Linked DNA regions of Mus musculus: regions 1, 3, 4, 5 and 6 are each linked to region 2. A link is a contact called in public HiCAR-type, HiChIP or PLAC-seq and promoter capture Hi-C data. All regions are on one chromosome and are shown on one strand. The core of a region is the stretch at or near the end of the contact, and the rest is flanking DNA. Distances in the headings are between cores, read along the strand shown. Region 1 overlaps Usp24 (ubiquitin specific peptidase 24). Region 2 holds the start of Plpp3 (phospholipid phosphatase 3). Region 3 overlaps Gm12724 (predicted gene 12724). Region 4 has its middle 37 kb from the start of Gm12724. Region 5 holds the start of Bsnd (barttin CLCNK type accessory beta subunit). Region 6 holds the start of Usp24 (ubiquitin specific peptidase 24).

The links. Promoter capture Hi-C pulls out the DNA fragments that hold promoters and counts their contacts. HiCAR-type assays count read pairs that join an accessible place to other places. HiChIP or PLAC-seq counts read pairs in DNA pulled down with a chosen protein or histone mark.
Region 1: a contact with region 2 is called in a promoter capture Hi-C map of hippocampal neurons, with 14 times the contacts expected there. The contact joins the enhancer-like site here to the promoter of Plpp3 in region 2. A contact is called at or near these places in 12 of 39 promoter capture datasets (the 3T3-L1 cell line, 3T3-L1-derived adipocytes, the C10 cell line and 8 more), 2 of 15 datasets of contacts at CTCF or cohesin (the NIH/3T3 cell line and large pre-B cells), 61 of 484 Hi-C or Micro-C datasets (3T3-L1-derived adipocytes, the AML12 cell line, B cells and 38 more), 12 of 115 datasets of contacts at active chromatin or transcription factors (the NIH/3T3 cell line, astrocytes, craniofacial prominence and 8 more) and 2 of 9 other capture datasets (adipose tissue and pancreatic islet).
Region 3: a contact with region 2 is called in a promoter capture Hi-C map of liver, with 7 times the contacts expected there. The contact joins the enhancer-like site here to the promoter of Plpp3 in region 2. A contact is called at or near these places in 3 of 39 promoter capture datasets (the C10 cell line, cranial neural crest and liver), 4 of 115 datasets of contacts at active chromatin or transcription factors (embryonic forebrain, embryonic stem cells and stem cell-derived neural progenitor cells) and 1 of 9 other capture datasets (pancreatic islet).
Region 4: a contact with region 2 is called in a promoter capture Hi-C map of liver, with 8 times the contacts expected there. The contact joins the enhancer-like site here to the promoter of Plpp3 in region 2. A contact is called at or near these places in 17 of 39 promoter capture datasets (the 3T3-L1 cell line, 3T3-L1-derived adipocytes, the C10 cell line and 11 more), 1 of 15 datasets of contacts at CTCF or cohesin (the NIH/3T3 cell line), 21 of 484 Hi-C or Micro-C datasets (the AML12 cell line, CD8 T cells, the MNK3 cell line and 15 more), 14 of 115 datasets of contacts at active chromatin or transcription factors (the SCID.adh cell line, T-cell acute lymphoblastic leukemia, craniofacial prominence and 9 more) and 3 of 9 other capture datasets (adipose tissue, embryonic stem cells and pancreatic islet).
Region 5: an H3K4me3 HiChIP or PLAC-seq map of forebrain shows a contact between it and region 2, with 10 times the contacts expected there. The contact joins the promoter of Bsnd here to the promoter of Plpp3 in region 2. A contact is called at or near these places in 1 of 39 promoter capture datasets (cranial neural crest), 1 of 115 datasets of contacts at active chromatin or transcription factors (forebrain) and 1 of 9 other capture datasets (adipose tissue).
Region 6: a contact with region 2 is called in a HiCAR-type map of astrocytes, with 12 times the contacts expected there. The contact joins the promoter of Usp24 here to the promoter of Plpp3 in region 2. A contact is called at or near these places in 14 of 39 promoter capture datasets (the 3T3-L1 cell line, 3T3-L1-derived adipocytes, the C10 cell line and 9 more), 11 of 484 Hi-C or Micro-C datasets (the MNK3 cell line, cardiomyocytes, cerebral cortex and 8 more), 22 of 115 datasets of contacts at active chromatin or transcription factors (T-cell acute lymphoblastic leukemia, astrocytes, bone marrow-derived macrophages and 15 more) and 3 of 9 other capture datasets (adipose tissue, embryonic stem cells and liver).

What each region holds. Positions count from the first base shown.
Region 1 is chr4:106,388,403-106,392,406 of GRCm38.p6, forward strand. It overlaps Usp24 (ubiquitin specific peptidase 24), which reads left to right. Exons shown (of 68, transcript NM_183225.2): 35 at 99-258; 36 at 1,791-1,946; 37 at 3,956-4,004. Among named protein-coding and RNA genes, the nearest start is that of Gm40218, 66 kb to the left of the region's middle. Within about 2 kb of position 1,694, at least 21 of the 459 cell types and tissues checked have an H3K27ac peak or open chromatin away from gene starts, as enhancers often do. A contact at or near this core is called in brain, cerebral cortex, cortical neurons and 2 more, where this site is marked.
Region 2 is chr4:105,155,124-105,159,423 of GRCm38.p6, forward strand. It overlaps Plpp3 (phospholipid phosphatase 3), which reads left to right and starts at 2,224. Exons shown (of 6, transcript NM_080555.2): 1 at 2,224-2,840. The coding sequence starts at 2,702. It overlaps Gm29838 (a long non-coding RNA gene), which reads right to left and starts at 1,548. Exons shown (of 2, transcript XR_376486.3): 1 at 1-1,548.
Region 3 is chr4:106,261,060-106,264,947 of GRCm38.p6, forward strand. It overlaps Gm12724 (predicted gene 12724), which reads left to right. Exons shown (of 5, transcript NR_151521.1): 3 at 2,681-2,766. The region is part of intron 2 of Gm52671 (a long non-coding RNA gene); the gene reads right to left. Among named protein-coding and RNA genes, the nearest start is that of Gm12724, 26 kb to the left of the region's middle. Within about 2 kb of position 1,877, at least 33 of the 459 cell types and tissues checked have an H3K27ac peak or open chromatin away from gene starts, as enhancers often do. A contact at or near this core is called in liver, where this site is marked.
Region 4 is chr4:106,198,403-106,202,445 of GRCm38.p6, forward strand. No RefSeq gene overlaps it. Among named protein-coding and RNA genes, the nearest start is that of Gm12724, 37 kb to the right of the region's middle. Within about 2 kb of position 1,584, at least 64 of the 459 cell types and tissues checked have an H3K27ac peak or open chromatin away from gene starts, as enhancers often do. A contact at or near this core is called in adipose tissue, fibro-adipogenic progenitors, liver and 2 more, where this site is marked.
Region 5 is chr4:106,490,042-106,494,475 of GRCm38.p6, forward strand. It overlaps Bsnd (barttin CLCNK type accessory beta subunit), which reads right to left and starts at 2,202. Exons shown (of 4, transcript NM_080458.2): 1 at 1,824-2,202. The coding sequence starts at 2,000.
Region 6 is chr4:106,314,136-106,318,422 of GRCm38.p6, forward strand. Usp24 (ubiquitin specific peptidase 24) reads left to right here and starts at 2,078. Exons shown (of 68, transcript NM_183225.2): 1 at 2,078-2,651. The coding sequence starts at 2,337.

The sequences.
Region 1 (4,004 bases), core at 444-2,943, 1.2 Mb after region 2:
CAGTCCTTTGAGATCTAGGAGGGGAGGGTTGTACCCCGAGGCCCCCGTCAGAGAAGCCAGCATGTCTTTCTCACAATACCCTTTCCATGCCTCCTTAGACTATGGAAGCAAGTGATTTCACTGCCACCGTAGCTTGTTTCATGAGACTGTCATGGGCTGCAGCTGCAGGACGGCTTGACCTTGTCGGAAGTAGCCAGCCAATTAAAGAAAGCAATTCTCTGTTTCCTGCTGGGATCAGAAGTAGACTCAGCAGCTCAGGTACTGATTTAAAGTGGGACTGTGCTTTTAAGTAAACGCAGAGCAGTATGTTCCCCTTTAGTGTGTGTGTGTGTATGTGTGTGTGTGCCTGTATACATATGCATACATGTGTGTGTGTATTTATAACAATAATAATTAAAGAGGACGAGGCCATAAATTTGAGGGGGGAGGGTTTATGGGAGGTAGAAGTGACATAAATACAATGTCCATGTAGAAAAATCTCCATAGCAAAAAGGACAATAATAGAACATTGGGCAAGAATTAGCTGTAAGAATAATCCATGTGCAGATTTGTCAGATTATAAAAAGAAACTTTTCCTCTTGGGTTTTTTTTGTTTGTTTGTTTGTTTGTTTTTTTTGTTTTTTTTTGAGAGACAGGGTTTCTCTGTGTAGCCCTGGCTGTCCTGGAACACTCTGTAGACCAGGCTGGTCTCAAACTCAGAAATCTGCCTGCCTCTGCCTCCCGAGTGCTGGGATTAAAGGCGTGCGCCACCACACCCATTTCCTCTTGTTTTTGAACATGATTAAAAAATGCATGAGTCTTGGCACCTTACTTAAGAAAAAGGGCATTTATTAGCACATGGAATAAGTGCAGATGTCAAGTCCTGCCATCTTAGCTTTGCTGAGTGTAAAGGTGTTACAACTATAATTTCTGGCTGAAACATGAATTTCCCAGAAGTCTAGCAGGGTAAACAGCTCTTCTTGGTTTGGCACAGCTCCATGCCCCAACTACAGAGAGTTGCTTGGGGGGGGGGGGCGCCATGCATAGCATATGTGTGAGCTAAAGACCAATATAAGATTAGTGTTCTTCAGATATTTTTGTTCTCTCTCTGGTTTGGGGTGAGAGCAGCTGTTTTGAGATAGGGTCTCTCGAGGACATAGAAATCACCCATCAGGCTGGGCTGACTGAGCAAGCCCTAGGAATGTGCCTGTCTCCACCTCTAGCCCTGTTAACTTATTTTCTGTTGGGCCTTTTCATGTAGCTTTATTACTTGGCTTTATTAGTTCTTCCTGCTCTATATGTTTATAAATACATCGATAGTAAAAGGTTTTTCAAGTTTAGCTTGGTTTGGGTTTTTTGGGATAGGGTCTCGCTATCGCCTTGGCTGTCCAGGTGCTTGCTCTATAGACTAGGGTGACCTCAAACTGTCTACCCTGCTTCCCCAGTGCTGGGATTGAAGGTGTGTGCCACTACACCCAGTGTAATAATATTTTTTAATTATGACAGAATATACAGAAATATTAAGTAAGTTATATTTTAGTATTCTTGTGTCCATGTAGTCTGTTGAGATCATCTTATAAGACACAAGGCATTCTCCCACCTGAAAGGAGCTTTGTCATGTGAAAACATTTTGAGTCCCTGCAAATGTGTTTAAGACAAAGCAGCTGGTGTGTATCAAATAGGGAGATGACATCTCCTGTTCCCTGGCAACGCTTTGTTGCAGTATTTACTGTTGCACAAGGACTGTGGGTCTTACATTACAATACTGCATGCTCCTAGGAGCCATAGTAAACTGTGTTCCCTGCTTTCAGGAAGCAATTGCAGCTCTAGCAGTGAAGGAGAGCCAGCAGCCCTGCATGCTGGGATCTGCGTCCGGCAGCAGTCTGTGTCCACCAAAGATGCCCTGATTGCTGGAGAGGCTTTGTCTCTTCTTGTTACGTGCCTGCAGCTTCGGAGTCAGCAACTGGGTAGGAGGCGGCTTATTAGTAATTCATTTCTTTCAGAGAAAGCCAGGTTTCAGTTAAGAGCTGGCATTGCTTTATAAAAAGCTCCTTTTGATGAGAGAAGGGATAGAGAGAGTGAGGATGGAGAACAGGAGAAAACAGTGCTAGAGTGCTTAATTCTGAAGGAATGTTTGAGTGTTTGCTGAGCCTTTTGTGTACATACACATCCATGTCCACACATACAATTCTACATCAGGTGTTACAGGGTGCCATGTCTGCTCTATTGGAGATAATTGTAACTAAGGAATTGAATCGCCCTGGTTACTAGTTTATAGTAAGTAAATCCTGCCAGAGTTATATATTGCTAGGTCTGGCTCTGTAATCTTTGCTAATGACTTCTAGTGGGTGGAGATGCTGGGCCTTAGTTCCTCAATATCTTTGCTCTGTCTTCTCTTGTTCTTGGTGATTCCATCCATTTTCACAGCCTTAAATCCACGTGACACTGTTACCCTCCATGTTAGTGTGAGTCTTCAGTCTGGACACCCTCCTCATCACCCTACTTGAGCTATCTCAAACCTAACGTGATCTTGCCCATAACACTCAGAAGTTCTACCAATTTCTGAGCAGAGCAGTTCCAGCTTCCTGCATGCTCTGCCTAAGAACCTTGAGTAACTATGACGTTTTACTGTCTCTGCTTCTGTTATGTGAGCGTGGCCTCCTTCAGAGTCTAGACTCCACCTGTTTGTACCCCTTTCATGCGTGCACACTGCCTCCACCTCTTAATTGGATTGAACCAATCACTGCTGACCTAATTTCTCTCCCTTCTCCTGTGCTTCCAGTTTATTCCTCAGGCATGCTCCTTCTTCAGAACTCCCAGGCTTCTCTGCTTATCCACAGTAAAACCCAACTCTTTACTAAGTCCCCAAACCCAACACAATGCAATAGAGCAGTGATTCTGTTTCTCCCTCCTTCCTGGCCTCTTTGCTATTTCCTCAGTACATAGATAGATTACTGCCCCAGGTCCTTTACACTGGCTGTCCCTCTTTCCTCAAGTCTCTGCACACAGAACACCCTGGTTAGACTTTCCCTGACCATCTTCCCCAAAGCCTAAGCCTTCCCCATGCCCTCACACAACCCAAACCCTTCCCTCACTTTTCAACATCATTTGTTTTCACAGCCGTCTGTACAGTACAGTCACTTTTCATGATACTGCCATCATCCCCTCTCCTCCAACTGCGCTGAGCTCCACTAAGCCAGAGACTTGTTCATTGCGTCCCCTGCTGGATCTGCAGCCCCCAAACACTTTGTAATGTGCAGGAAACTCAGGAAATAGTCAGAAGCAAAGTAACTTCCGTACTGGGAATTGTACTAATTGTCTAGTCTTAGCTGTAATTACTCATTTCAATCTACCACAGATAAAGATCTGATGGACATGGTGTGCTTTCTATAACATCCAAACTAATTGTATAAGTCAGAAGTTAAAATTATCAAGATAAACATAGAAATTAGACATTAATAGTTCCAACTTATAATTAATTAAAGTAATACCTGCACAAATTTTCTGAGAACAAATGAATTTGAGGATTTTTATATGGGAAGTTAAAATCATTATGAAATATCTTTTTAAGACTGTACCATACTCATAATTTAATTTTCCTGAAATTGTTTGAGAGGTTTTCAAATTGAGAAAGTATAACTTCTCCAGTTTTTATCTCATCATGTATGAACTTAGTTTAAGGTGTATTCTATAGTTAGTGGCACTGTAGTTTATAGGGAGAAGACTTCCTTCTTCTGTAACTGACACACACGTGGCACAGGGCAGTAGCTGAGATGTTCCGTGAGGCACGTTCAGTCCCCAGGGACTAGTGGACAGTCACAGAGACCATTGTAGACAATCCTGGGGTTTGCCTCTATGGAGAAAGGGGAAATTTTCTGCTTAAATTGGTCTTAAGGAATGACTTAGGAATACTGTCATTTTGTCAGTGCGTCACCTGATTCTCTCCTTCTACCCTTCATCCCCTTGATTTCCTTAGCGTCTTTCTACAGCTTACCATGTGTTGCTGATTTTATCATCGATATTCT
Region 2 (4,300 bases), core at 974-3,473:
TGAAGGGGGTTTCAAGGAACTTCTCTTAGATGCCAAGGGGCCTCACCTGCTCTCCTTTGATGGGCGGGATGCCTCTGATTGGCAGCTGACACGTCCGCTCCAGCACTTTCTTGGTGCATCTTGCTTTCAGAAGACAGGACTTTGCCTTTCCTTGCCAGTCTCATCGTTAATTAGGTCCAATGTGGGCTTAATTCAGCATACCTCAAACCCTGAGCACTACAGAGGCTCACTGAGGATAATCAACGGTCCCACGTCAAAGGCCATTTACACAAATGACTAGTTTTTGTTAACTGACACCAAGTTAGACTGAGTGTTGCACGAGTGGCCTAGGCGAAATATTGAAGGTAAAATTAATCCTGTGCTGGAACCAAGCAGGACAAGGAGAGGGGGTGAAAGATCAGGGTGCACCGGAGGAGAAACAGTGTGCTAGTTGAGGGGAGGAAGGTTTATGATGTAGGTAGAGGGGTGGGACCGAAGCGGTAGGCAATAAAAGGGATACTCAAGAGGGCTGGCGGTGGGATACAGAGTTATGGAGTGGCCCACTAGGGCAGTCGGATATCATTTGTACTATCCATCCAAAAGCTAGGACTTGGAGCTGGGGAGATGGCTCCGTGATTAAGAGCAACTAGTGTTCTTGCAGAGGACCCAGATTGGGTTCCCAGCACCCACACAGTGGCTCCCAGTCATCTGTAACTCCAGTTGTAGGGATCTAACAGCCCTCCTTGGCCTTTGTGAGTGCTTCGAGCATATGGCACACAGACATACATGCAGGCAAAACACTAGTCTGTATAGACTGATATAGAATACTAGATAGAATAATCTTTTTATAAAAACTAGAACCAGCTGCATCTAATTCCAGCTCTCGAGAGGCAGAGGCAGGCAGATCTATCTCTGTGAGTCTGAGGCCAGCCTGGTCTACATAGTGAGTTCTAAGACATATTAGGGCTAGAGAGAGAGAGAGAGACCCTGTCTCAAACAAACAAACAAACAACAATGCTAGAACCATTGAGCCATTTCCACCTCTGTATTATAAAGACCCTTGGAAGAAATGTGCATTTGTATGCTATGTACTGTGCTCCAAGCTTGATACTAAGGAAAATGTAAGGGAGGGTCCTGACCCTTCAAGTGTTGATTCTCTTGAAGGAAAAAAAAACAAAAAACAAAAAACCAGCTCATAAAAAAGTAATCAACTTTAAAAATCATATAAAACCATATAAAAAGTATTCAAAGGGAAACATCAGATTCCTTGAAAGTCAAGGCCAATAATGCTCAGGTATGCCGGAGGCCAGCTGGACTAGGAAAGAGGCGGGCAGGCTTGGCTTTGGTTACCCACGTTCAGAACTAGTAGTATTGGCTCAACTCACCGAGCTCCTCTGTTGTGCAAGCTTTGCTGCAGAAGCACATGAGAAAGAATCAATTATATCTCCACCATGACTGCCTGGGGAGAAATATTTTGGTGTCTGTAGTTTACTCGCGGGGAAATTAAGGCACAGAGACATAGGATTCTAGAACAGGGGGTCTGGCTCTGGAGTCTCTTTTTTTTTCGGGGGGGGGGGGGGTGGAGGGGAGGTTCGAGACAGGGTTTTTCTGTGTAGTCCTGGCTGTCCTGGAACTCACTCGGTAGACTAGGTTGACCTTGAACTCAGAAATCCGCCTGCCTCTGCCTCTCAAGTGCTGGGATTAAAGGAGTGCGCCACCACCGCCCAGCCCGGAGTCTTTTACACCGTAGGATCTTCGGAATCTAGCACAATTATCCGGTGCTGAGCGTTAAAAGCAAAACAACAACCAACCTAGCTTTCCTTGAAAATTGAATTTTTAGGATAATCCAATTCAAGGCTGAAATTTGTAAATAAATAAACAAGTAAATAAAGAAAGCATTTTAGTATTATAGACCTCCCACCGATCCTCTCCCCACCTCTAATCAAAGGCCAGCAAGAAAAAAAAATTTTATTTATATGTTTTTTTTCCTCCCCTTTTGTGATGCTTTGGAGTTTCTGAACGCTAGGGGCTCCCTGATTCTCTGGTTTGAGAACAACTTTTTCTTTTACGATTTTTTTTTTTTTTTTTTTTTTGGAAAAGGGGTGGGGGAAATGTGGCCTTAATTATCCTACGTTTTAGGCAGCTTAAGGAAGGGGCTGTGCTTTCTGAATCTTGTTGGAGCCAAGTAAGGAGGTCCTTCTCCTCCCCCCTCGCTTTTTAAAGGCGCTCGTGAAATATAAGCTCAGAAAACAAACCGAGCGATCACAGCGGCAGCCCGGGCGGCAGCAGCAGGAGGAGGAGGAGCAGGAGGAGGAGGCAGAGTTGGAGTTGGGCAGACGCTGAGGAGAGCTAGCTGCAGGACGCTGCGGAGTTGCAGGGCTCCGCGCTGCTCCATTCATTAAGTAGCTGCGGAGGATCGTGGCGGGACGCCGACGCTGCCCACTCGCAAACTCCAGCACGCAGACGCACGCCAGCCGGACGCGTCCGGGGCAGCACAGTTCTGCAAAAGTTCCTGCTCGGGATTTGGCTCTCTTCCCCTTGGACTAGCGAACAGTTTGGGGTTGAGAGGAAAGCAGAGGCGCCCAGAGGGGAAACCTACCCGCGTCTGCAGTTGGAACTACTCCGCCGGGCTGCACTCTCGCCGCCGCGTCCCGAGCCCGCATACCCGCTCCTGAGCAGCGGCGGCCCGCATCGCCCCGGGAGGCTCCCCGCAGCCAGCGCCATGCAAAGCTACAAGTACGACAAGGCGATCGTCCCTGAGAGTAAGAACGGCGGCAGCCCGGCGCTCAACAACAACCCGAGGAAGGGCGGCAGCAAGCGGGTGCTGCTCATCTGCCTGGACCTCTTCTGCCTCTTCATGGGTGAGCGCAGTCCCACGGGTCCCACCCAACCCCTTCCGGGCCCCGGGCCCCGCTGCGCTGTCAGCCCCCAGGGTCCCGCAGCCATCTCCCCCACCCCCGGGCGCCGTGCTGGCCGCGAGCTCCCCGCCCTCCCGGACCCCCAATCCCCGGCCTGCGAATTCAAGTTGGGGCGTGCTTGTGCTTTCGCGGCAGCTGGAACCACCTCCTTAGGGGTGATCTCCAGCTGGGAGTCCGGCCCAGCACCTCGGAAGGTGTGAGCTCGAGCTCCAAGATATGGAGGAAACCTGTGGCTCTCTGCTCTGTATCCGAGTCAGATGCGAGTGAGACCCATCTCGGTCTCCGAGCAAGGCAGGCTCCTGCCGGAGTGGCGCTGCTCGTCCCGGCTGCATGTAAACATCCACCCCTTCCGTCGCGCTGCCTTGCAGGGCCAGTCGCGCTAGCCGGCCTTGTCACTCGCTACTCGCTTGGCTGAAAGCCCCAGAGGGTGGAACGCGGCTCTACCGGGCCAGGTGCTGGGCAGCGAGGAGCACATCACTTGTTGAGCGCCTACTGTGTGCCAGTTGATAGGCCGCTTCCCGGGCATCAGCTTTAAACTAGCTCACTCCCTGACTTGTGCCGGGAGGCCACTGAAAGAAAGGCTGCCTGCCACAGTCTTGCTTGGGGGCCACAGTGGAGCTACACTCCCTCAAAGTTGAGGCGCTAGCTCAACTATTAGAACAGATGCAAGTTTCAGCTGAAAGAGCGGTGGGAGGCTCAGGAATTGAAGTGGGAGAAAAAGGATTTATTAAACGGGGGGGGGGGGGGAGCAATTGACATACATCCAGGGTTGAAGTAAAAAAATAGGACTTTTTCCTTTAAAGCGACTTTTGATGTAAATGTGTGGAAAACTTGTCACCAAAGCATTGCCCCTCTGCCACCAGCTGGGTGTGCCACCTAAGTACCCCCTTGGCCTCAGTATCCTCCTCAGTTGAATGAGTGGATTCAAGTAGATGGTCTGTGAGGCCCCTTCCTGCATTAAGAACTCGGATGCCGTCCAGGAGCCGCTCTGCCAACACGGCTAACGGAAGAAACATCTGTGTTCCCAGTTAAGTTCCCCCAAAATAGAAAGAACTCCTGCACGGAGGCTTCATCCTTTTGGAAGGGGGTTAGCCGGGGCAGGCTGTGGCGACCTGGCTTAACTTCCTTCATTGAAGACTCTTAGGCAGTGGCCTCTTGTTCTTGCCGGACTACCTTCCTTAGAATTCTGTGAGACGATGGGTTTCTTAGAATTTAAAATTAAGAATGGCCCTCTTGTGATAGGGACAGTTGGAGGGAAGATTACGGGCTGTGAAAGGCCAGGGGGCTTACAGTAGTAGTTATGGAGATCCAATTCTCTGCTCAGATCCCAGGCGCTCAACCTTAGGATGCTATTCAGAGGACTTGTCACTGGGGGGCCTGCCTTCCTGGTGGCGGCAGGCTTA
Region 3 (3,888 bases), core at 627-3,126, 1.1 Mb after region 2:
TACGAGGAACAGGGTAGGAAAAGCACACAGGATCAGAAGCACAGGATAGTAAAGGCACACGAAGAAGTTGGGCGGGGTAACACATAGCTGTAACCCAGTTCAGGGAGCTGGATCGTGAGAATGGCAAGTTCAAGGTCAGCCTAGGCCGTTACAAAGATCCTGTCTCAGACAACTAAAGATGAAAATGACAAGGAGTGCTTGAAAGCAGAAGAGCAGAGTAGCATCACGGAGGTGGAGACGTACAGAGAAGAGTGTCAACATTTCCTGAATTTTTATGAGGTGTCAGGACACTGCACACATTAATTCCTGTAATATTCACAGCAGTGGAAGTGTAATCCCCTCCGTTTCACTCTGGAGGAATCTGATGCTCCGAGCCCTTGAGAAACATGACCAGGCTGGAGAGTGGAAAAGATTGGCTCTTAACTGACCTGACCCTGAAGCTCACATTCTTTTAATCAGGACCGCCCACATGCCTTCCCCACAGCTAGTGCCAAAGAAAGCATAGATGTCACTGTGGTGGTCCATGTTAATTTAAATGTTAATTTAAGCTAGATTGGCCAGTGTGAGGGAACTCTGACCACATCTGGGGGAAATTATCTTGATTTTTTTTTAAATTGAGATGGAAAGACCCTCCCACTGTGGGCGTCACCATTCCCTGGCTGGGATCTCTGACTATGAGTGGAGAAAGGCAACTGAGAAGCAACATTCTTCTTTCTTCCTTCTTTCTTCCTCCTCCTCCTCCTCCTCCTCCTTCTTCTTCTTCTTTAAGATTTATTTATTTATTATATGTAAGTACACTGTAGCTGTCTTCAGACACCCCAGAAGAGGGCATTAGATCTCATTATGGATGGTTGTGAGCTACCATGTGGTTGCTGGGATGTGAACTCAGGACCTTCAGAAGAGCAATCAGTGCTCTTAGCCACTGAGCCATCTCTCAAGCACAGCTTTCTGCTTCTTAACTCTCCCTGCAATGTGGCCAGTGGCTCCCAGCTCCTGCTGCCCCTACCTCCCTGCCATGATAGACCATAGCCCTGGTCCCTGAACTAGAACAAACCCGGTTTCCTTTTAACTGCTTTGTTGGAGTTTTGCCATAGCAACAAAAGGGAAACTAAAGCATGTACCTTCTCAGCTAATGTCCATGGTTCCCAAATTACAGAGGCTTTGCTAAGATTTCAAGCATCCAAGGTCCACAGCTGGGAAGCTCACTCCAAAACTGCTGTAGGCAGACCAAGTTCAATGCCTTTTAGAGCTCAGCATTCAATGTAAATGTGTCAGCTGTGTGGTGGGGGGAGGTAGGGCTTCAGTCACACTGCTTTCTATTCACACCTCTGAGTTACCTTGGAGTAGTAACAAATTAAGCCAGAATTGGCTCTTCGCACTGAATGATTTTAGAAAGCTTGCTTTGCTTCTGCAGCTTGGATAATTTCAAGTGCCAAAAAAGGAAGCAGATCTGATGGAAACCGCATGTAAAGAAGGTGCATACATTACTATAAGATCCTGCAAGCTGGATTCTTTTTTCAGAAACCCCCTTTCATCCATTTTTTTTTTATCCCTCTAGCTTTTTGACAACTACAAGGAAGACAGTAAGGGTAAAAATAAAAATATTTTAATTGCTATTTCTAGCCCCCCCCCCACAAAAGCCATTTATGATAAATGTGTCTTTTACATTGCAAGGTAATTTCTACCAAGAAAACAAACAAATCCACATGCTTTGAGAATTGACATTTGAGGGAGAATTGGCATTTAGCAAGTTTAAAAATAGAAACTCCAGTAGATACAGCATCTGCCAATTAAACATGTGAATCCACATTCAGGCTTGCTGCACTGGGGAAACTGCCCAGGTTATTGGACTATTCAATAATGCCCTATTTTTAGGGCTGGGGAGCCAAGAAAACAAGCTGGCTTCAGCGTCTCATTAAACAGAGTACAAGGGCTTCCACAATACATCCCTATAGTGCCCAGAAATAAGAACCTAGAGGACAGAGCATGTTTTTCTGTGACAAAGCCACTATGTTACAACTTTTATAGGCAGCTGAGATTAATAGGAAGTGGGTTGAGTGGCAGCTGTGTCCTTTCTCATTGAGATAGTAGAGTCACGAATGGTTGTCACCAAGAGGACCTTAGGGATGACCTGCTACGGGACATGTGATGTTTGTTGGCTGTCTAGTGTGGTTGCCCTCTGATCCCCACTCTGGGAAACTAAACTCTCTACCATAGAAATGTAGTCTGTCTCATTCCCCCCAGAAGCTGTTTTCTTAGTCTCCTGGCAGCCAGGACTCAACTCTATAACCCGGCTTTGGGAGTCATTTGCATCTGTTCAGCTTTTGGGATGAAGAGTTGGTGACACAGGAGAGGAGGTACGGGGGCTGGGGGTACACGCAGGTGAAATTTTTTTCTGAGTATAGCAGCAAAACCTGAAGCATCCACTTCCTGAGGGCAATGGGGCAATGTTGCCGACAGAGGTGCCAGATGCCACCTCCTGGCACAGGCAAGCTGAGATGCTCCACCGGCAACAGCTAAGTGCCCACACTGACCTTGGTGGAGTCTGGCTCTGGTCTGCCTGTGCTGCCTTCCTTATTCCTCCCTCTCTGTGAGTCTGGTTCTTCAGGCTTCCTGGTAATCGAATGAGCTAGCCAATACCCTTTCAACCTGCTGATTTTTTTTTCTTCATTTTGCCCAGGGACAATATCTTTACACTAAGAGTCTGAATGACTATAAGCCGGCCATGCCTGATTAATGCTAGGACATACATCATAAATCAAAAAGGTAGGTGCAAGTTTGGTTTTAAAAAATTAGACAATCATTGTTACTCTTCAGATGAAATCAAGAGTGAGAGGGGAAGAACTGTGGCCAACTGCAAGCAGACCAGGCCTAGAAGTTAGGTCCTGACTCCCATTCATTGTGTGTGATGGTTTGTATATGCTTGGCCCAGGGAGTGGCACTATTAGAAGGTGTGACCTTGTTGGAGTATGTGTGTCACTGTGGATGTGGGCTTTAAGACCCTCATCCTAGTTGCCTGGAAGCCAGTATTCTGCTAGCAGCTTTCAGATGAAGATGTAGAACTCTAAGCTCCTCCTACGCCATGCCTGACTGGATGCTACCATGCTCTCACCTTGATGATAATGGACTGAACCTCTGAACCTGTAAGCCAGCCCCAATCAAATGTCCTTATAAGAGTTGCCTTGGTCATGGTGTCTGTTCACAATAGTAAAACCCTAACTAAGACAGTGTGCTTAACCTCTGTGTGGCCCAGCCTTACAAGGGAGAGAAAGTGCCTATGCACTCTGCCCCTAACAATGCGTTCCTGTTCCACAGGTCCACAGGTCACCATGCCTTCCTGACCATTCTTCAACTAAAGCTACTTCCCTTCAGTCACTTTCTCTTTAGACCTCCAGCTCACAAGTAATCTCTAATGTTCCTTCTTTCATTCCCTTCTTTCTTCTTTTCTTCCAAAAAAAGAGGGAAAAAAAGTCTTACCGCATACCTAGCACCAGCTATGTCACCTATAATGAGGGAAATACAAACCAACCCAAATATCAACAACATTCATGTTAAAGAAAAGCATTAATCAAATAATTACACAAATAATTGAAAACTGAAAATTAGGAAGGAGAGAGTAATTGCTATTATTATGTCAGCACCAGGGGTCTTATTTAGCCCAAATTCAAAAAAGGACCCTTAAAGATGCATAGGCTTAGCTCGGATCCAAAAGTGGGCTGACTGGGCGAACAGAAGGAAAGAGGATTTCCAGAGAGAAGGACTAAGTGTGCAGATCCTGAGCAGAAAATACACAAAGCTCAAGCAGCTGAAAGCCAGTGCAGACAGCAAGACAGCAAGGGGTGGGAAGGACGGAGATTGGGGGACAAAGCACTCTGGGCTTGAGAAAGA
Region 4 (4,043 bases), core at 334-2,833, 1.0 Mb after region 2:
GCCAGGGGTGAAGCTTGTTTTCTAACGTGCTGGGGAATTGTTCTTCTGTTTCTTTGGTGGGGGGAATAAAAAAAATAAAAGATAATATTCTTCATTCTACCTCAGGGCTCAGCCACATGGAACTCATTTTCTCATGAAGCAGTGCAGACTAAGGCTGAAAAGCAGGCTGAAGCAGCGCTGAGATGGTCTTTTGGATGACAGGACTGGGGCCCATCACTGAGCAATAGTACCACCACCTCTCACATGCCATGTACTTTACAGTTTTCAAAGCATGCCCATGGTCCTCTTGTTTGGTCAAGGATGTCAGGATGAGGTCATCTCCATTTGACAAAGGAAAGAACAAGAACCCAGAAAGAGAGCATGGTAGGTCCACTTACAAGGCTAGGGCTCCGAGACACCCAGGCCAGTCAACAGTGGTCCAATGATCTTCTCTGTGAAGAAGAATTTCCTAGACAGAAAAGGGAACGTCCCTTTAACTGTGCAGGAGCTAGGTCTAGGGAGATGGCTCAGTGGTTAAAGTGCTTGTCACACAAGCAAGAGGACCAGTGTTTGGATCTTCAGGACCCATGTAAATGCCAGGTAAACATGACAGCCCAGCTGTAATTCCAGTCTCAGAAAGCAGAGACGAGGATCCCGGAGCCAGCTGCTTGGAGAGACTAGCTATATTAGCAAGCTACGGGTTTGACTGAGAGACTCTACCTCAAGGAATCGATAGAAGAGTGACTAAGGATGCTTTCAGCTGAAAAAAATGCCTCCCTCGGATTCATCTGTGAAGAAGTCTGCGTGGCATTCTCCTGAATGATGATTACTGTGGGAGGGTCCAACCCACGGTGAGCAATGCCAGCCACCCCAGGGCAGATGGTCTGGTTGTACAGGACAGCAAGCTGAGCAAATGAGAAAGACCAAGCCAGGAAGCAGTGCCCTTCCACACAGGACCTCCCTCCACTTCAGTTCTTGCCTCCATACTCCTGCCTTGAGTTCCTACCCTGACTTCCCTCAGTGATGGACTGTGATGGAGACCTGTGAACCAAATAAACCCTTTCCTGCCCAAAGGGGTTTTAGATCGTGGTCTTTACCATAGCAATAGAAAGCAAATTAGAACAGCAAGCAAATTCACCAACAGGGAATCTATAAATCCACTGTTGATATAAATCTGTACACAAACACACACTACCGCACCTGTTGCCTAGATGCTGCCTGGAGTCCAGTGGTCTGCTCATAACTAAACAGCTCTTAAGTGGTTGGATGTGAACCCAAGGGATACTCTCCCAGATTTCCCTCCATCAAAAACATGCTTGGATCTCCCCCACATCCTCCTTTACAGACCCCAAAAATCTCCGGTGCTGTATTGCACGGGCTCCAGAAGATCCAAAAGAAGAGATTTGCAAGCCAGGCCTGCCCTCTGGCTCCCAACTGTCTAGAGCAAGCTCCTCCTACCTCCCAGGAAGGGGTCAAAGGAGCTGATGGCCTGTAAGCGCTTGAGTTGGGAGCTATTGTCTTTGCTTTCCTCCGCACACAGGCCTTTCCCATTAAGGCTAATGTTTCTATTCCGCTGATGTCCCACTGAGCACAGTGGGACCTGCCAGGTCCTCCCCGCAGCTGGAACTGAGAGCCCTTTGCTGCAGGGCTGGGGCCTGGAAGGGAGCAAGCCAGCACAGCACGTTCCGTTCCGGAAAAGGACAAACTCTCCAGTGGACAGTCATCCCTCACAACCCTTTCCACAGAGCCAGCACACAGCCCGCCCGCCCGAGGCTTGCTTTTAGAAACAGAGATCATTTTCTCTTCCTTTGCTTTCCAGGGTCCGGAGGTGAAGAAGCCCCCCCCCAACCCCAACACCCCCCCCCAAAGAGCCCCGCTGGCAAGTTGTGGCACTTTGAGAAAGTCCTGAGCTTTGAAATTAGGCACATCAAGTCCAAATACAAAGCCATTAGCTGTGAGTCCCACCCACCTGCAGTGAGCCTGTTTTCTTATCACAGATGTGGCCTGCTTGCTTGGCACAGCTCCAGAATAAACAGCTGCAATCCTATACGCTCTGCTGTTCCAAGACTGACCTGGGACCAGCAGCCTAGGTACGACCTTTGAAAAATGCAGCAACTCATCCTCCTCCTTGTGCAACGCCCCCTCCGCCCCTCTGCCAGGCCTACCCGAAATCTGCCTGGTAACAGACCAGAGAGTTCATAAAGGGTACACAACCTGCTCTGGCACCTGCCCAGCCTGTGGGAAGTGCCCAATGAACAGCAGTTATTAGCTGTTATCCCATTATCTGGAGCCCTCAAATCATATATATATATGTGTGTGTGTGTGTGTGTGTATGATTTGTATATGTATATATACAAATATATGTATATCTTTATGTGTGTATACCTATATTATATATTTATGTGTATATGCATAGATATACATACATACATATACACACACATTACATATACATATACATATACATATACATATACATATACATATACATATACATATACGTATACATCTGTTAACTAATGGAGGGCTGGGGCATCTTAGAAAGGCAAACAACTAAAAACTCAGGGATTCGATGTGAGAGAGCACAGAGGAGGGGAGACTTGAGCAGGGTATTTGGCCCCAGCCTCTGCTTTCCTTAAAGCACACCCTGCCCCTTCCTGCACCCAGGCTTTTCACCCTGCACTGCACTGCACTCCAGGCTCTGTGCTGCTCTGGGGCCTGGGGAAAGAACGATAAATAAAGGCATTAGCCCCTCCTAATGGCATTAGCCCCTCTGTCCCTATTCACAGACACACACAGTGCTCTTCCCAACCTGCCTAGGTGCTGCGAAGAGGCCACCAGGAGGAAAGAATAGTAAATATAGCTGGGGGTCAGAAGATGAAGTGGCCTGCAGGCTTTCTGGGAACAGATAACACTCTGAACAGTCTCATGCTTCCTATTATAACCTCCTCTCTTACTATCACCTCCACCTTCTGTGTGGTGCGTGGGTATGTATGTGTGTGCAGTATGTGTGTGTGGTAGTATGGGTGTATGTTGTGTCTGTGGTATGTGTATGTATATGAGCAGTGTATGTGGGGTGCATATGTGTGTGTGTGTGTGTGTGTTGTCTGTGTGGTGTGTGTGTATGTATATGTGCATATTATGAATGTGTGGTGTGAATGTGTGTATAGTATGGGTGTGTCCCTGTGTTCATGTGTGTGGCATGTTTATTTTTTACATAGCTGGGTGTTATTATATAAATTCCTGCATTGCTTTGAAGCTAATACTATTACATAAGAACTGTCCTATGTGTGACAGGCATGGTGAACAGCCCTCACGGGATCTGGGCCTTTATGCATTTTAAACGTTCTTATTACACTTTACTGCCTGGGGCACACATGCTCCAACACACATATGGATGGCAGAGCAATGAGAACAGGAGATACATAGAAACTAATAGGTAGACTTGGGGCAGGGACCCTGACAGTGAGCAGGTGTGGATCTGGGGCAGGGACCCTGACAGTGAGCAGGTGTGGTCTGGGGCAGGGACCCTGACAGTGAGCAGGTGTGGTCTGGGGCAGGGACCCTGGTTAGGGGCAGGGACCCTGACAGTGAGCAGGTGTGGTCTGGGGCAGGGACCCTGGTTAGGGGCAGGGACCCTGACAGTGAGCAGGTCTAACTCTTGCCCTTGTTCAGAAGTCCGGCCTGTTTCTGGTTCTTGCCAGGCTTGGCATGTCAGAAAAGAGCTCTTTGTTTCTTGCCATCTCTGGTCCTCAGTGAGCACCATGCCCAGCAACTGTGCCCGAGATGTAACTGGCACTGCAGTCCAGGCACTCATTCCTCTTTCTGAGCAGCTTTCGAGTGGATCTCTGGGTTTTCGTGGTGGAGATGAACTTTATCTATTTCCCAATTCCAAGCAGACTCCCCTAGGATTTTAGAAGCTCAGCTCTTGAGGGAAGGAATGTTATAGTGGTCTAGGAGGCCATTAATGATGGAGCCCTACCTCAGACTATGCTTGGGACCCACTTCCCATTTCCCTGGCAACACTAAAAAGGTAAAAATCAGTTTCCCCACACCTTGGGCTT
Region 5 (4,434 bases), core at 952-3,451, 1.3 Mb after region 2:
GAGGGGCCAAGGCTCTCCTCTCCCTGCCACTCCACTCCTTTTTCTTCAGCTCCTGTTCCCAGCTCAACCTTCAGGCTCAGCATCTTTAACAACTCCCCACACTAGATTTATCCTGGCTCAATGCTCCCTCTTGACCCATGCCTGAGGCCCAGATGAGGACCCGATCTAACCAGGTTTGTATTCAACCCCTAATGGAGCAGCTGTGGTGAGGAGTGGGGGCCCTTTCTTCCTCCTGCTCCACGTTGATGGCTCTAGTGGTCTGAGTCCCACCATTACCAAGACCTCCCAGGGCCAGCCACATCATCTGAGGAACGAGGCCTCTGTGCCTGCTTCACACGGGCACGGGACCAGCACCCCTCCCACCCCCACAGCACCCTTTGCTTCCTTCCACTTGGCCATGCCCCACATGGGGGCCCACTCGGCCAAGGTCACAGACTTGGCACAGGGCACAGGGACTTGAATTGGGGTCTGAGGGACACTAGGAGGTGTGGTTTCCACCACCATACCATCTCCCCACACAGCACAGGAGCCTTCAACAGCTGCTCATTAATAACCAGCCCTACCCCCTACCAGCCACCCTGCTGTTACCCAATCCCCTCCTTAGGAAGGATGCTGTCTTTTCAACAAACACCCCCTCCCTGGGTGGGGATATAGTGGCTCTGGCCTCACGGCCCTCTTCTCTCAGTGACCTCTGCTCAGGACATTGAGCGCACAGAGGAGAGTTGACTGTAAACTGCTTTATAAATGGCTCCAAACCAGTTCTGACTGCCTAAGCTCCAGATATAAGTGACATGACAGCCCAGGGCTGGCTACAGAGGCGGCAGGACTGGGAGAGGCTAGGACCTGGCCCCAATTCTTAGAACTCCTTCTGGGTACTCACACCTCCCAAGTAGGGAGGGGTGGAGGAGGCTGAAAGGACAGGGCTGTTAATATCAAGGTTCACTGGGACTTTGAATGTCCGTCCCCCTTTCCCACACCATCCTCCCGACCCACATTGTGCAGCTGAGGAAGCTGAGGTTCAGAAAAAAAGTGGCTCAGTCTCCCAGGCTCTCAGAGGCAGACCACAAGTTAGACCCCTGTTGCTCTCCCTATATCCCTGAGTGTCTCTAACTAGCTGTGTGACATTGTGATGTTCACTCCACCTCTCTGAGCATTAAAGTTCTACAGCACCTGAAATGTTCACTCCTCAGGGCTGTGTAAAGATCAAGAATAATCACAGCAGCAGACGTTGTTTAACTAAACACAACACTACAGTTGCAAATATGCCCTTCCCCGTCCTCCACACATCATACCTGGGTTACCACAGGGCTATTCGGAGCTGAGACGGGTAGTGTGTGTGTGTGTGTGTGTGTGTGTGTGTGTGTGTGTGTGTGTGTGGCGTTTTACAGATGAAAGTACTGAGTCTCAGGAAGATCCAGCACAGCAGAGCTCTCAGCAGCTGGAGACATGAAACAGAGAACCCAGGGCTCACCACTGCATTTTAAAGCAAGCTCCAACCCTGTAGCATAGGGTCTGTAGGAGAGAAGGGGACTCCAGGAAACACAGAGCGCTTGGGACGTGGTTGGGGTGAGCTGTGGATTCTGGCTCTGATCAAACAGGGCCAGTGCATAGATCCCATTGTGTCCCTGTGGTGGCTCCAGGTCCAGACATACGGCTTCTTATCAGCCACAATGAGAGATGAATGGATAAGCAAAAGGATGTTCCCCAGAGCAGAGAGAATATAGGGAGTCCAAATGGAAAGAACACAGCAGCTGGAGGCCAGGGGTTGATGCCGGGGACCATGAGAGCCACCTGTCCTTCTGCCCCCTTCCCAGCCCCCCTACCTTAGGATAGCATTGGCACATGCTCCAGATGACACCCCCGATCACCATGACGCTGCCCATGGCATAGAAGGTGCCGTAGACCTGGGGTCGATCGTGGCTCATAAGGAATGTACCCAGGGATAGCAGGAAGAGGCCCAGCACGATGAAGCCGATTCGGAAGGTCTTCTCATCAGCCATGGTGGCTAACCAGCCCTGGTAGCTAGCTGATCAGCACACCAGCAGGGGACTGCCCGCAATCCTCCTCAAACGCTGAGCAGGCTCTCAAGGAAGGATGCTCCAGGAGATGGCTGAGAACCAAGGTGATGATGCACAGAGCAAGGAGCAAACTCCACAGGCCCAGCTCTCAGCCCTGAGCCCAGCAGGGCAGGTGACACGCTTCAGTGGGCCCAAGGTCCCAGCCATCTAACTTTCTTCCTGCCACTCTCCTCCCCTGTGGGCCCAGCTGTTTGGTGATTGTAGCTCTGAACATGGGACAGAGGTGGGGAGGGAGGCGGGGGAAGTCACAGGGGCTGGGCCAGTCATGGCTTTGACATCACCTCATTTGCTTACTGTGGAGAGGGAGGCCAGACAGGCTTTGCACCTCCCATCTCTGGGAGGCATGGGTGGGGCCACGGTGGCTTTCAGAAGCCACAGCCTGACAGCATAGACACCTAAAGACACCTTCTCAAGGACACCTGATCATCTAGGCTCAACAGAAATATCCGTACCTACTAAATGGTCACCATCCTAGATATGTCTCCATTCTGTTCAACTAAGGAGACAGGTGCCACATTCCCGTTTCACAAATGAGGACGCAGGCATAGACAGGTAGCCTGCCCAAAGTCACAGAGCAACTGGGACCAGAGCCGAGAGGCTGTGTGTCTCACTAGCGTGACCCTAGTCAACCACAACATAGGTGAACACAGGGCCAGGCTCGAGCAGCCAAGCCCAGGATGGTCTTGGATCTGTGTCTGCGGCTGTGTAGTGCAGGCTCAGCAGCTGGCTTACTGTGCTCCTCTATAAGGGAGTGAGGAGGGGGGGACAGTAGCCAGAACCAGAGCTCACTCTAGGCTCTCTCTCCCCTATCACCTTTGTATTTCACACACAGCCCAGCAGTGCGTGCGTGCGTGCGTGCGTGCGTGCGTGCGTGCGTGCGTGCGTGTGTCACAGGGGCTGAAGTGAACTGGTGCCCCTGCAGATTAACTGACCAACTGGCTGACTGACTGACAGACATCTACTTCACTTGTCCCTGGTCCCCAACCTGGAAAGCCATCTTTATCATAAGAATGACTGTCTAGAGAAGGGTTTCTAGTTCTGAGGTGGCTGATGGGGAAAGTCAGATTGGCTTCCATAGCTAACACTGCAGAGATCCTGAATCACCACAGGTACCCAGAGCAAGGCAGTGGGAGAGCTCACAGGTGAATGGCACGGCCGTCAGTGAGCTCCCTGAGTCCCTGCATTCAAAGCTTTTCTGAATGGGCCCTACATGTTCCTCCCTGCCCCATCTGCCACTCATGTACCTCTGCCAGCATGCCTGCTCACTGGGGTCCCTTCCCATCACTGTCTCCCACCTCTGTCCCCTCCACTTCAGTTTGTAGAGTGCCTCAGGAACTGGGAACAGCCACTCTGAGAAAACTGCCCAGATGCCATGTCTCTGGTCACCTCCAGCCTCACCCCTGGGATGAAGTTAGGTTATGGACTTAAACTTTGTCGCCTGTGGATTGTGAAGTGGACCTTAGGCCACCTCCCCTTTTGGTACAGTGACATAATGGAGGAAAAGTCATTTGAAGTTGTGACTGGCAAGGAACCTCTAAGGGAGCCATTACGATCTTCTTAAAGAGGCTTGGAGACCAGAGGATGCCATGGGAACAGAGTAATCTAGGAGAGTCCCATCCTAAACCAAGGAGTCCCAGAGCCACCTAGACATGCTCCGGAGAGTCAGTGCTGAACATACAGAGGGGATGGACCTCTGCCACATTCACAGAAGCTTCTTGTGCCCCCTGGTGGCCTTGTGTGTCTGGCACAGTGCTGTCACATCCTCTGGGTGCTGCCTCTGTGCACCCAGACCCACACCCACTTCCCAGATAAGGAAACTGAGCCTGGGCAGTGACAGATCAGTCAAGATCTTCCCAAATGCTTCAGAGCCCAAGCAGACCAATCTAGCTTTGGCCCTTATGGAGAGGGCTGGACATTCTCCTCTCTGCTAGTCTTTTCTCTCTTTGCCATAACCAAGTCTCTCTTTGCCCCTTTTCTCAAAGTCCCTTCTCCCAGAGCAATGGTAGCCACAATGAATAAGAGCATCTGAGATGAGTCATGCCAACTTAAATGAGCGGTCTCTGCTGGAGTTATGTTAAGAGTTAAATAGCCACCAGGGCAGGACCAGCCAGAGCAACACAAACAAGACCCCTGAGGCAGGAGAGGGGAAACACTCTCAAGGTTAGGTGGGAAGGGATGGAAGGGCAGAGATGGTGATATGGGAGGAGCTGGGGAAGGGAGGGTCAATATATTCAAAATACATTGTATGAAATTCTCAAAGGACTAATAAAATATTTTTAAAAGAATTAAATGTCCAGTACTGTTGTTCTGCTGGGTAGACATGGCACCAAGGCAATTCCTAGTGGCTTGTTGCTGT
Region 6 (4,287 bases), core at 828-3,327, 1.2 Mb after region 2:
ATGACACTCAAATGACTTTTTGGTAGCTCCAGGATTTGATTCAAAAGTGGCCTTTTGGGGGGCGGGGGAGTAGGCTTTTGTGGGGGGGGGAGGAGAAAGGGGGTAGGCTTTTGTTGGGGGGAGGCTATTGTTGGGGACAGGCTTTTGTTGGGGGAGGGTAGGTTTGGGGTAGGCTTTTGTGGGGAGAGAGTAGGTTTTGGGGTTAGGCTTTTGTGGGGGAGGGCAAGTTTTGGGGGGCAGGCTTTTTGTGGCTCCTTTCCAGTTCTCATCACAGACTTGTTTTTCTCTGCTTCCTTCTCTGCTTCCTCCTCTCAGCTAAGCACAGCTTCCTCTGTCATGGTCTGCAGACCTGCCACTGCTGATGAGCCTTTTTTGTGCCATCTGAGTGGGCTGGCTCTCCTCTCATTACCTCTTCAGTTCTATCCAATCTTAGTAGCAAGCAATTTTTTGTTGTTGCTAACTCATTTAGTAGTTTAGCTGTTGGCTTAACTCTGCAAACCCAAGGTAGAAATGGAATGTTTTTATTTTGCTTTCCATCATTAAATGGTCCTTTTGTTCTCCATGGCATTGCCAGCATCAACGGTATCTGACTTGGTAAATGGTACAGTTGGTCGTTCTGTGGCAAGGTCTTGCTATGTATACGTAATTCAGGCTATTCTTGAACTGGAGATCTCCCAGGCTCAGCTTCTGGAGGGCTGGGATTACAGGTGCCCTGACCTATTGTGTTGGTGTATATTCTGTGACAGGATGCTTTCAACTTAGACTACTTTGGTCTTTATCTATTATATGTACTTAAAATTTCATTGACACCCCAGAACTTACCTCTTATTCAGGTGTCTACTTTGTGATCAAACCCATTACTAGCCTTTAGTAAGAATAATAGAAACTATATCTATATAATGATAAATTCACCCCGTAAATAATCAAATAGCTGGTGTTTACAAACTATCAAATTATTAGGCAAGAAGCCACCAGGATCTGAGGGGGAAAAATGCTGGCAGAGAATGCAGAGAAAAGTTCTGAGTGCTGTCAGTAATTTCAGATTTGGGCTATGTGAAGGTCCAATTGTTAAGCCATCAGAAATGTTTTAACAGTGTGAAAAAGAAAGGTTAGTGGATTGGGGGGTGGGGAGGGGGTTCAAGAATAAAGCAGGATTAAGACCAAAGCAGATGAACTAATAAGCAAGTATGTGAGAAGGAAGAGGAACCAGCATCTTGGGAAGAGAACCGAGAAGAAACCTAGATCAGGACACTGAAACGGGAAAAGGGGCAAAGGGGACTGGCCATGGTAACGCCAATGAGGTGGGAACAGAAGGCAAAAAGCTAAACAAACGCTGGAAGACAGAAACAGAGGGGAAAGTCTTCACCCCTGAGCCAAAGACTTCAGTAGAAATGGGTTGGTGGTCAGAATCAGGATAGAAGTAGACACCCAGAATATTTCCATGTGTCTGTGTCTGAAGGACGGTCATACAGTTCTGGCTGAAAAGTATGGTAAAGTTTATCAGGCCTGGTGGGACAGGTGGTCAGTGTTGTTGGGAGTGGGAGTTCAAGGTCTAGGGGTCTCTAGAGAAGGCTGGAGGGTCGAGGGCGAGGGTGTGCGGGGATGCTCGTCCTGCGGATCTGGGCACCCGTCTGTGGGCGGCGAGGAGGGCTTCAGCGGCGCGTAGGGTCACTTTCCTCGGACCGCAGGACACTTCAGGAGAACCAAGCAGGGTTCCGGGGGCGGCGGGAAGAGTCACCTGCGATGGGACACGAGTGTCGTCAGGGCACCGAGGCCCGGGCGCCCGGGGACCTCAGCGACACCGGCAGCGAGCCGCTCGGCGCCTGCCCCTCCCGTCCCAGAGGGAACCTGTTGCCGGGGGAAGGGGTGGGCGGGAGGCGCAGGCGGAGGACTCTCGTGCTCTCTCTGCGCTCCGCGGCCTCTCACCTCAGACACGTTCGGCGCACGCCCCTCCCTGGCCCCGGCCTGGGAGAAACACACACGCGTCCGCACACCCACAGCTCCGCGCCGCCCGAGCCCGGGGACGGCGGCCCGAGCGCCGCCGGGGCTGCTTCCGGGAGCGGAGGCGCGGCCCCGCGAAGAGGAGGAGCAGGCCAACATGGCGGCGCGCAGGGCTGGGCCGGCCGGCCGCGCCTGAGCGCCCCACCACCCCAGCTCGGCTCGCTGCGCCCACGCGCGCACCTAACCCTGGCCCGGCGGCCTCGGAACGCGCGGGGCGGGAGCTCAGGGGCCCTGCCGGGGACGGAGCCGGGGCCGAGGCAGCGCGGCACGGCCCGCCAGGCCCGGGAGCCGCAGCTTCGCCGCACGCCGGCCGGCGCGACTCCGAGGCCGGAGCCATGGAATCGGAGGAGGAGCAGCACATGACCACGCTGCTGTGCATGGGCTTCTCGGACCCGGCCACCATCCGCAAGGCCCTGCGCCTGGCCAAGAACGACATCAACGAGGCCGTGGCGCTGCTCACCAACGAGCGGCCCGGCCTCGACTACGGTGGCTACGAGCCCATGGATAGCGGCGGCCCCAGTCCGGGGCCGGGCGGCGGCCCACGGGGCGACAGCGGCAGCGACGGCAGCGGGCCTTCCCGCGGCGGGAGCACCGGAGGTGGTGGCGGCTTCGATCCCCCGCCCGCCTACCACGAGGTGGTGGACGCGGAGGTGAGTGGGGTTGCCCTGACCTCACGGGAGAGGCCGCCGCGCTGGAGTCCCGAGGACAGGGAGCGTTGCCAGCCCGGCTCGCAGCGGGACTTTTGGGCGGGGGCTGTAATGAAACTCGGGGCACCGAGATAATAGAACACCAGTTCTGGTCCGAGATCGGGGTCACTAGACTGGGGTCCTATGGAGAGAAGGGCCTTGGGGGAGGAATATTCCCGCGTGGAGTTAGGTATACAGTTCTGGGCCGTGGCGGGGTCTCCATAGGCTACCTGCTGAGTCTATGCGGTGGGCAGGAATCCCGGGAGGGATGGGGAGGAGGGCCCACATTTCCAAATCCGCGTGGCTTGGGAAATGGGAAGGACATGAATATCAGGTGTCAAAACTGAGGTCCCAGTGGACCAGAGTATTTGTGACACTAGATTTCAGTGAAGGATTGGGATAAGTACCAGTTCAGAGTCAGAAATAGTGCTCGCTATAGGCCTGCCAGAGTGAAGGCCTTTGCCGGGTCAGACAGGAGGACCAGTGGGGTTAGAAGAAGGGTTTAGGTTTTTAAGCCAACCGTTGGAAGAGGACAGGGTCTAAAATGAGGAAGGGCCTAGACAGGACCAGGAATGATAGGAATGAGTATAAGGCAGAGGAGCAGGTTTGGCTGTTTTAATGTCTGGGTTGTAAGGATGGGCTTGACTAAGGTCAGGTATTAGGACAAGTAGTGGAATGGGACTGAGATAAGGAATGAGTGAGAAGCCTGGGCAAGGAGTAGGAGCAAAGGAAGGGCCAGACGGCGATGAGATCAGGAATGGGAGGTCGAAGCTGGCGGCGATGAGATCAGGAATGGGAGGTCGAAGCTGGGACACGGCCTGGATGAGGGGAGTAGGGTCACTGAAGAGAAATTAGCCCGAGGAGAGGGGTGTAGCCTCAGAGAGGTTAACATGGAGGCGGGGGTGGGAGGGCGGCATAGACTAGGGAGAAGAAATGGGACTGGAGTCTAGAGAAGGGAGTCTAGTACGTACAGCCAGATCCCTCAGATCTTAAGTAAGATCTTTTTAGTGTTTGGTTTACCGTGTGAGCAAAGAACATGGGAGAGGCTGGCAAGCCTGCCAAAACAAGGAAGAATCACCCAGAAGCCAGAGCGCTGGTGATTAATTTGCAGGAAAATGGCAGCCCGTGGCAGAAATTTTTGTACTTTTCTTCGGATAGTGTATTTTAGGGTCGAAGATAGCAGCTTGGCTTAGCCTGGCTACAGAACAGCACAGATCTCAAATTAGTAAGTGGGCTTGTGTTTTTAGAGAAATTAATTTGGGTAATTTCTAAGACACCTGATTTCTTTTTTTTTTTTCCCCCTGAGCAGTGTTCTGTGTGGTAACTGTGTTTGCAGCAGTTTCTCAGTCTGGTGTTGGTCTACATACTCCAGGTAGAAGTCCACCGTTAACCAGTAGCTAGCTTATCTGTGTCCTTCACTGGTAGGGAAAGTAAAGGCAGTTGGTCCTCCTTTGGGGATTTTTAAAAATTCTGTGTAATTGACTATTCTCTTTTGTTTGTTTGAGTTTTTTGAAGCAGGGTTTCTCTGTGTAGTCCTGATTGTCCTGTAAGGCCAGGCTGGCCTCGAACACAGAGGCTTGCCAGCTTCTGCCTCCCAAGT